Linked DNA regions of Hordeum vulgare: all the other regions are linked to region 3. A link is a contact called in public Hi-C data. All regions are on one chromosome and are shown on one strand. Each heading gives the region's core, a stretch centred on a gene start, on an enhancer-like site or on the middle of the called end of the contact. The rest is flanking DNA. Distances are from core to core; before and after follow the strand shown.

Evidence for each region. A called contact is a pair of places that touch in the nucleus more often than the background predicts.
Region 1: a contact with region 3 is called in a Hi-C map of seedling, with 3 times the contacts expected there. The contact joins the enhancer-like site here to the promoter of LOC123410851 in region 3. A contact is called at or near these places in 4 of 6 Hi-C or Micro-C datasets (leaf and seedling) and 1 of 1 datasets of contacts at active chromatin or transcription factors (embryo).
Region 2: a contact with region 3 is called in a Hi-C map of leaf, with 5 times the contacts expected there. The contact joins the promoter of LOC123407308 here to the promoter of LOC123410851 in region 3. A contact is called at or near these places in 3 of 6 Hi-C or Micro-C datasets (leaf and seedling).

What each region holds. Positions count from the first base shown.
Region 1 is chr7H:227,931,207-227,934,185 of MorexV3_pseudomolecules_assembly, forward strand. No RefSeq gene overlaps it. Among protein-coding and RNA genes, the nearest start is that of LOC123410851, 340 kb to the right of the region's middle. Within about 2 kb of position 1,330, at least 3 of the 3 cell types and tissues checked have open chromatin away from gene starts, as enhancers often do. A contact at or near this core is called in leaf and seedling, where this site is marked.
Region 2 is chr7H:228,629,478-228,632,265 of MorexV3_pseudomolecules_assembly, forward strand. It overlaps LOC123407308 (non-specific lipid-transfer protein C4-like), which reads left to right and starts at 1,270. Exons shown (of 3, transcript XM_045100413.1): 1 at 1,270-1,286; 2 at 1,689-1,957; 3 at 2,071-2,191. The coding sequence starts at 1,270. The coding sequence ends at 2,078. It overlaps LOC123407307 (plant UBX domain-containing protein 8-like), which reads right to left. Exons shown (of 10, transcript XM_045100412.1): 10 at 2,636-2,788.
Region 3 is chr7H:228,266,812-228,269,627 of MorexV3_pseudomolecules_assembly, forward strand. LOC123410851 (BAG family molecular chaperone regulator 1) reads right to left here and starts at 1,393. Exons shown (of 2, transcript XM_045103787.1): 1 at 558-1,393; 2 at 1-435. The coding sequence starts at 1,046.

The DNA.
Region 1 (2,979 bases), core at 80-2,579, 340 kb before region 3:
CAAGCTTTATTTCCAAAAGCGTTTCACGTGCACCGACTCCTCCCCCCCACAAAATTAATTAGGCACTTGTATTCTACAACCTGCAACGCTCCCGAATAAGCGACAATGACTCATCGACCGGGCTTCCCACGCATAGTGCGCCACAGGAGCATCTCCCTTCCCCTCCTTCCCATGACGGGCTAGGGGAGGTGACTTCTTAGCAGGCCTCACATGTGCTCACCACGAGGGACACCATCGATGTCCCTGTGGCTGAGGTGGGGACCTCGTTCCCCAAGGACCCACTTGGGGAAGGCCCTTCCTCCATGGAAGGGGAAAAGCTGGGGCAACCGATGACCTCGGCCCATGTTGGTCCAGAGCTACCTCGTCAGCCTACCACGGTGGCAGTCCTTCCTTTAATGGAGAGGATCAAGGTGGACCATCCATCCCCGCCTGCAGGAAGGCAAACGCCCATGGGTTGGACCAAAGAGATGGAGGCATTCATGACGGCCCCCTCCATCATCATCGAGCACCGCGTCCTTCTAGGCACGATGCTACAAAATTACCGGTCCCTCGAGCCCGGTATGATGCAGGCCTTTAAAGGGCTCTACAAGGCTTTAAGGTACCCTTTAATCATAAAAAAAGAAATTACATCAACACATAGAGTTGTTAGTACTAGATGTATCCGATAGCCGTTAGCGGATAAGTAGAAACTAAGTTGTGTGAAGACTTATACCACTACACCACAGCAGCCCCCGAGCCGATACAAAGATCTTACTCGAGGGTCTTAATAAAGAATAGAAAATTTATAAGGGCGAATGCATAGTTGCACCGAGACCCTGATTGGATAAATAATTCCTACCAAGGGATCAAATCTTCTAAGGAAGATAACAGTGTCTTTTTTAGGTGTTGGCCTCGGCTTCGGTATCCAACTCGAAAGAGTTGGAAAAACTGAATCATAAGCTCGATCGGTCCGAGAAGAACATGGATCTACTCAAGAAGCAGATGGAGGAAACCCAAGGTAAGTACCAAAAAGCTTTAGTATTTTAAATTTATACTTGAATAATGATGTGGCTGATTGGAGCTCTAAATCATACAGCTTCCTCCGTGGAGCTTGAAAGGCTCTGGTCCGAGCTGCAAAAATCTTAACAGGAAGTCAAGCAGCAAAGGGCTATAGCAAAGCGGGCCAGTGAAGAGCTGGACCAAGAAAAAGAGGTTGGCAAAAATCATGCGGCCCACGTCATGATGGTCGAAGAAGACCTGAAGGGGCTTTACGCTCAATGTGATACTACCATTTAGGAAGAGCTGGCCCAGGAAAAAGAGGTGACAACAGATACAGATTTGCCCATCTTATGCAAATCTGGCGTGCTTCAGAGGATACCATTTAGGGACTTGCCGTGGAGTACTTCAGACGCAGGCTCCCACTATGCCGCCCATCCTGATGATTCCGTGGATAAAGCCTCCTCGGCTCAATTCCAGGCGCCCGCGCACCCGCCTCTTGCGGGCAATCAAACGAAGCAACTGGCGGAGCTGTTCAGCGCGGTGTGTCTGGTAATGGAAGACCTCTGCGTCAACCTCTGGCCTGCCAAGCCGATATCGATAGCTTCTTCGGCATGGTGAACAACCTGCGAGATGCCAGTCCCAGGTAGATAACTAGAACCGGTCATCCTGTTTGGAGGATGCTGAGTGGGCATATGCGTCACTGATGGCGCATTTTCCGAAGATCAAGCCGCTGGACATTGCGTCTGGGCCTCCCGGAGGGAAGAATCGGACGCCCGAATAGTTTCTGACCGAGGTCCATTTAGGCACGTGAGTGACCAAAGCGCAATGTGCAAAGTTCGAACTACGTTTTTAAAGATACATCGGTATGCAGAGGAGAAGTTTGTATAAAACAAGTAATATTATGCTTGTCGGTCGTTTTTATTTGACGTGTTATATTGACTCCAGTGCACCGTGTTGAATTCTGAAAGTAGCGAGTCGTCAGCTTCTACCCCTTATAGATGCTACGCGGGGTGTTCGTTAAAATGTGTGAACCATTAGCCAACGTCTCTGGGCCCCCTAGACGGTTGTGTATTCGAACGAACTATGCAATCATACTATGGTGGCTTTATAAATTTCACTTAGTCATATGAGCTTAAATTGTGGGGTAATTGACCTAGCCCCGGTGTAGTTGTGATCGTACTAGCCGAGGAGCACCTATTTTAACACCTCGGTTCTTGTGACGAAAACCCTTCATTTAACACGGCATAACCACTAATGATATTTAGTTTCACACGGTCTTCGGATCTCCAATCAGTTTACGTCAATCGTGGCAGTCAATTTTCTGCTTTCTCCACTAATGCGCTTGATCATTCGAGCTGGAAGCACAATTGTTGTGGTTCTCCCTTTACACTCATATCCGAACAAAGCGGAACATAGGAGGCAAGCACAAGAGCCGGGTAACCCAAACATTGACCAAAATCACAATTCAAAACTGATGCATATAATGCGATATCTGAAACGCCGAACAGTTATCACGCTTGAACAGAGGATCGAACGTGAATCCAAGCCCCGGTTGAAAGACGGACTCATCTGTATGTTTCACATGTGATGGTGTCCTGGACTAGGGGGTACTTACCATATCATCTCCCCACCAGGTGGGTCGGACCGAGAACTCCCATGGCGGTTTAATAATGGGCTACTTCGGGCAGCCCATAATGCATACAAGGGAGATTTCACGAGACTTGGCACATAAGACAAGGACTCCTCTAAACCCTAGGCCTCTGGTACATTATATAAACCGAGGCCATAATAGTCAATAAGCAATTTCATATTCATTACAAGAATCTCGTGGTAGATACCTGTACTATGTGCTATCCCCATCTCAATACAATTACTAGTAGGACGTAGAGTATTATCTTCTTGAGAGAGCCCGAACCTGGGTAAAATCATGTGTCCATGTTACCATCGCCCCAAGACGCCTAGCTTAGGATCCCTACTACAGGATATGTTGGATTTTTACAA
Region 2 (2,788 bases), core at 20-2,519, 360 kb after region 3:
CGCCTATGGTTCCGTCGCCTCCCGCCACCACTATTGCCGATATGCATCGTCTCTCCTCGCATTAGGCCATGGAGGCACAATGGATCCAAGCCATTGCCGATGGGAGGACTTCTACTTAATTTCTAGTTTTTTTTGTTTAGGGCTTGGACCTTGCTTAGGAAGACGAGGCGACGATGGATCCCTGAAGATGGAATAAGGTTTTTCACCTAATCCCGTCTCCATGGTGCGTTCGCGTTGTTGGATTTGGATGGCATGTGGACGTGTGTCTCCGACGGATCATGTCTTTGTTAGTCCGTGTTCGGGTCTCTACGGATTGGATTATTTTGATCTATGTCTCTGTGTTATCAGCGGCGGTTGTTATTTTAGTGTATTGGTTCTTTGAGGTCTTAGCATGACGACTTTCTAACTGTTTACTACAACAAAATTTGCCAAGCTTCTATAAGACAGACGCGATGACGATAATACGCCTTCGGCTGGTTCCAATGTTGGGCCAAATCTTTTGGTAGCTTTTTAGGGATTCTAGAATAAGTTGTCAACCACCCACCTAATCAAAATTATTTTTTCAAAAACCTACTAATCAAGTCTTAATTAGTAGGCTTTTATAGAAATAAATTTGGTTGGGCTTTTAAAAATAAGCTGGATAGAAGGCAACTTCTTTCAGCTTATTCTAAAAGCCATCAAAATAACTGGCCTTTATAGTCGTTGTTGAGTTGTCTATGGACATGAATATTTTTTTAATTACTTTTGATGTTATTTTGTACTATCATGATATTTGATGAGTCCTGCAAAAAAAATACATTAATAGTTTTTTTAAATGTGCAATGAAATCTTTTTGAATACATGGTAAACAATATTGCAATTCACGATGAACATTTTTTGAAATACCCGGCAAATATTTTAAAACTACATCGTAATTTTTCTTTCAAATACATCATGATTTTATTTTCAAAAACGCAAGATTTGATTTCCAAATACGTGGTGAACAATTTTATAATATGTAATGGACATTTTCATGAACATCAGACAAAGATTTTTCCGATACCCGACGAACAATTTTTGGTGAATACTTCTCGTTATCTGTGATGAATGTTTTTTCTTAATACCCGGCAAATGATTTGTAAATACGCAATGATATTTTCCAAATACATCACGAACACCTTTCAACTGCGCGATGAACATTTTTATTAATACGTAATGAACATTTTTCAAGGCTGCAACTGCAACTTCTTCTAGGTACCCCGCTAGCAAGAGCTGCCGACACCGGCATGCATGGCACTGGCAGCCGCGTACAGAAACAGATCCAGCAGTAGACTAAGACAACTGGACAAGCCCGCCGGAATTGTTATTTAAAAAAAAACTGTACAAACCGCCGGAAAAGAAGCGAAGATCTCAAGAGCGTGATGCGCCCAGGCGCGTGACGATCGTTCGGTAGCTCACACAAAGCCTGCAGGTGCTCGAACGGCTGCTCCACCGCTCCCTCCGTGCATGGTGCGTCATCGCCTTCTAAGTTCCAGCTCTAGGTGAGCCATGCAAAGCTCGCCGCGCCTCCGCCCTTCCTCAAATCCGTATAAATACCACAGCGCGTCGGCGTGCACTGCAACAGCGAGCCAGCCAGCCAGCAGAAGCTCGAGGAGCCCACGCCAGCGTTTGAGAGAAGAAGACGTTACGTACGGTACGATGGCGCCGAGCACCGTTCCGCGCGCGCTGCTGGCCGTGTCCCTCGTCCTCCTGGTGGCCGGCGGCCTCGGGCCGGCGGCGGAGGCGCAGCGGCCGGGGGAGTGCGTGCCGCAGCTGAACCGGCTGCTGGCGTGCCGCGCCTACCTGGTGCCCGGCGCGGCCGACCCCAGCGCCGAGTGCTGCGGCGCGCTCAGCTCCATCTCGCGCGACTGCGCCTGCAGCACCATGGGCATCATCAACAGCCTCCCCTCCCGCTGCAACATCGGACAAGTCAACTGCTGTAAGCCCGCCCACAACCCTCCATGCATACATAATTCCTGTTTCGGTCTTGTTTATTTATACTCCTTTTCTAAGCTTGATTCGCTCTCCTTTTTCCCCGTGCATGAACGGCAGCGGCTTGAGGCAAAACGAAGAAACGATGCAAGCAAGTTACAGAGTAAACTACGGAGTAATAACCAAGGTGGTCATTTATGCCGTCGTTGCGGCGTGTCTGCCTCCACACGGCCGTCTCAGTTTCTGTTTCTCCGGTCTGTCATGTCCTCAGTTTCTGTTTCTCCGGTCTGTCATGTCCTGCTGTTGCTGTCGATCTCGACGCGTTAATAAAATGGACGATTTGATGCACGGTCACTAGTAGGAGTATTTCCTTCCTTGCATGCGTCTTCGAGCACAACGTACGTGCGATTTCACTTTTAACCTTGGCTCTTTGTTTTTCAATTCAAACTCGATGGAGTTGGAACGTAAATTTCATCATAGTAAATCCACGTAGCCACGTAGAAATATCAATGCTTAATTACTGATGCAGTAAATCCAGGTTGCCGTGTAGAAATATCAATACTACTGAATTCATTAAAAAAAAGTACTACTCCAATATGCGTGCTGGCGACTGCATCAGGTTGGCAAGCCCAAGCCACCGAGGTGACCGTGAGTCCATAATATGTAATGTGAACACCAATTGGGATATCTCACAAAAAACCTTATCATGATGTCCGCAAACTCGAATAACAGATCATGCAATCCAATAGCATAGATGAGCACCGTATATACATCCTGACTGCATGCCTAGAGTGGAATTGCGACACCAAGTACTACATAACGGAACTTACTATCACTG
Region 3 (2,816 bases), core at 143-2,642:
GAGCGCCATGGTGGACACCGGTGCCGATGACGATGAAGAGGGCGCGGAGGACAGCAGGTCGAACGTATCCCAGCTGGCCGTCGCGGTCTGTGGCGCGGGGGCGGTCGCCGTGGTGGGCGCAGCGGGCTGGAACTGGCGGCGCTGCTGATGCTGCTGTGCCGGCGGCGGACGAGGGGGCAGGTGCGGCGCCCGGGCCTTGTTGGGCGTGGCAGCAGGTGTGTTGTTGGTCTTGGTCATCTTGGCGCGGATGGCGTCCAGCGTCTCCACGTTCTTCTGCACCCGCTTCTCCTGGATCCGGCGCTGGGCCTTGACGTCGCCGTCCGCGACGATGGCGTCCAGCTTGAGCAGCTCGCTCATCAGCGCCTCGGTGAGCGTCACCAGGTCCGCCTCCACCACCTTGCCGCCCTTGCTAACGATCGTCTCCAGCGCCGACACCTGCGAAGCACGCACGCCCACCCATGAATATCAAACAGGAACAGGAGTAGGGAGGATTGGATGCGATACGCGGTGATGGAAGGAAAGGAAAGGAAGCTGAGAGCTGAGAGCTGAGAGCTGACCTTGGACGCGAGCTTGTCGACGTCGAGGCTGACGCGTGAGACGGCCTTGGCGGCGCGCTGGGCCTTGGCATTCCGGCGCTCCTCGATGAGGCGCTTGGCCTGGGCGGTGGGGTCCTCGAGCAGCGTCATCTTGGAGCGGTCCTTGACGCCGACCATGTCGAGGAAGGCCTTGGAGTCCCGCTCCCTGTCCTTGTACACCACCTTCTGGTCGTCCGGGTGCAGCCCCGTCTTCTCGGACATGAGCTTCTTGAGCTCCCCGAAGGAGGCCTGGGAGTTGATGTACACCTCGTGGTACACGCCGGCGTACTTGACCTTCACGCGGATGGTGGGGACGGGCGCGCCGCCGGGGGGAGGGTCCGAGTCCGGGGTGCGCTTCTGCACCAGCATGCCGCTCGGCCGGACCTCCCACACCTCCTCCTGCACCGCGGCCGCCACCGACTCCCTCATCGGGGAGAATGCCGCGGGCCTCTCATCCTTCCCGCGCATCATCTTCGCTTCGGTCTCCTCCTAATCCTAATCCTAATCAATCAAGCTTGTGTAGTGATGGCCAGAGCCGCAGAGGCTAATCTATCTAGCTAGCCTAATCAGTGTTGCTATCGATGCTCTCTCTCTCTCTCTCTTTCTCTATGTGCTAGCTGTGCAGGAAGAGGCTGCAAGAAACCAAAATTGCGATCCCCAATTGGAGAAATCAGGAAGAGGAGGAGGAAGAAGAAGCAAGTGGGTGTCAGGTTGTGTGGGAGGGAGGGACAGGGTACAAGTAATAAGAGACAGGGCGGGGCGTGGAAGGGGAGCAGAGAAATATTTATAGTGATAGATAAATAAGAACGAAGCAAGCGAGCAACATGCAGTTTGTTAAACAAGTGTTGGTGTGGGGGCTCTACACAATGGCATTGCACGCTTGCACCTGATCTCGCTGTAAATTGACCTGAAATTACGGCTAGGTTTTCACCCAGTGATGATCAGTGTCATCAACGTACGGCTGGGTGTGCAGGGCCAGACAGGAGGGAGGTACTAGTAGTACGAAGAAGAGACAGTAACCGCGCGCGGGCTGAGTGGTCGAGGTGGCGCGTTTCCGTGTAGGAGTACCTACGCTTGAATGGATCGACGCGTCCGTTCCGGGTTGGTGAGGGGTTCGGGTGGGTGGCTCGGGTTGGTGGTTGGTTGCAATTGGGCATTGGCTTGCCCTGGACGGCTCCATCCATCCATGGATCTCCTCATCTGCTCCCTCCTTCTCACCATCGTTGCCGGCCTTCGCCTCCAAGCAAAGCCAGGCCACCCCGCCTGTTTGTTTGAGGCGATCGAGCTCGCCGGCCGCTTCACCGGTCCTATTCGTTCCCCTCCTACCTACTACTACCAGATTTCAATTGAATATTCTTTTCATATGGATCGGCATTTGCATGCTTCATGTGCACACCATTGTAAAGTCTTTTCTCCTTGTGAACCTTGGAGTGTACGTAGGAGTAGGAGTACGTACGTGGGCGTTGACAGAAATATGCCATATATCTATCTATCCAGCCCAAGTGTCGGTCTCTGGGAGGAACCAGCGGGAGAGCATCCTTCATTCGCCAATCATGCATGCCTTGGAACTTGGAAGTCGGGACACCCAAGCTTGTTTGCATATTTTGATTGTATGCTAATTGTTGCTGCTATGATGGAACCTGGAACACTTGGGGCGTGTTTGGTTCCCTGGTTAGCTTCTGGCTGCATCGCATGAGGGATCCAGGATGAGTATGGCCAGGTTGACTTGATGCAAAGATGAGAAGAGATGAGTGTTTGGTGAACATGCATGAGATGGCTGCACCAGATGGGGAATGGAGATCGGCAGGGCGGGGCGGTAGGATCCGGCGCGCAGCGACTTGACCATGGCAGGACGGCAACGGCGCCTGGGAGAGGAGGACGGCGGCGGCGCCTGGGAGAGGAGGGCGGCGGCGGCGCCTGGGAGAGGAGGACGGCGGCGGCGACGCCTGGCAGAGGAGGAGGGCGGCGGCGCCTGGGAGAGGAGGGCGGCGGCGGCGCCTGGGAGAGGACGGCGGCGGCGACGCGTGGGAGAGGACGGCGGCGGCGGCGCCTGGGAGTGGAAGCGCAGGTGCAGGCGGGAGGCTGCATCGCAGGAACGCTCGATTCCTGCGTTCCTCTCAGCCTGGCTAAGGGGCTTGCTTTTGCATCAGCTAGGTCAGGCTAGGGACACCGCACAGGACACCAAACAGGTTAGATTTTGCATGCCTAGTGCGATGCAGATGCGAGCAGAGAAACCAAACA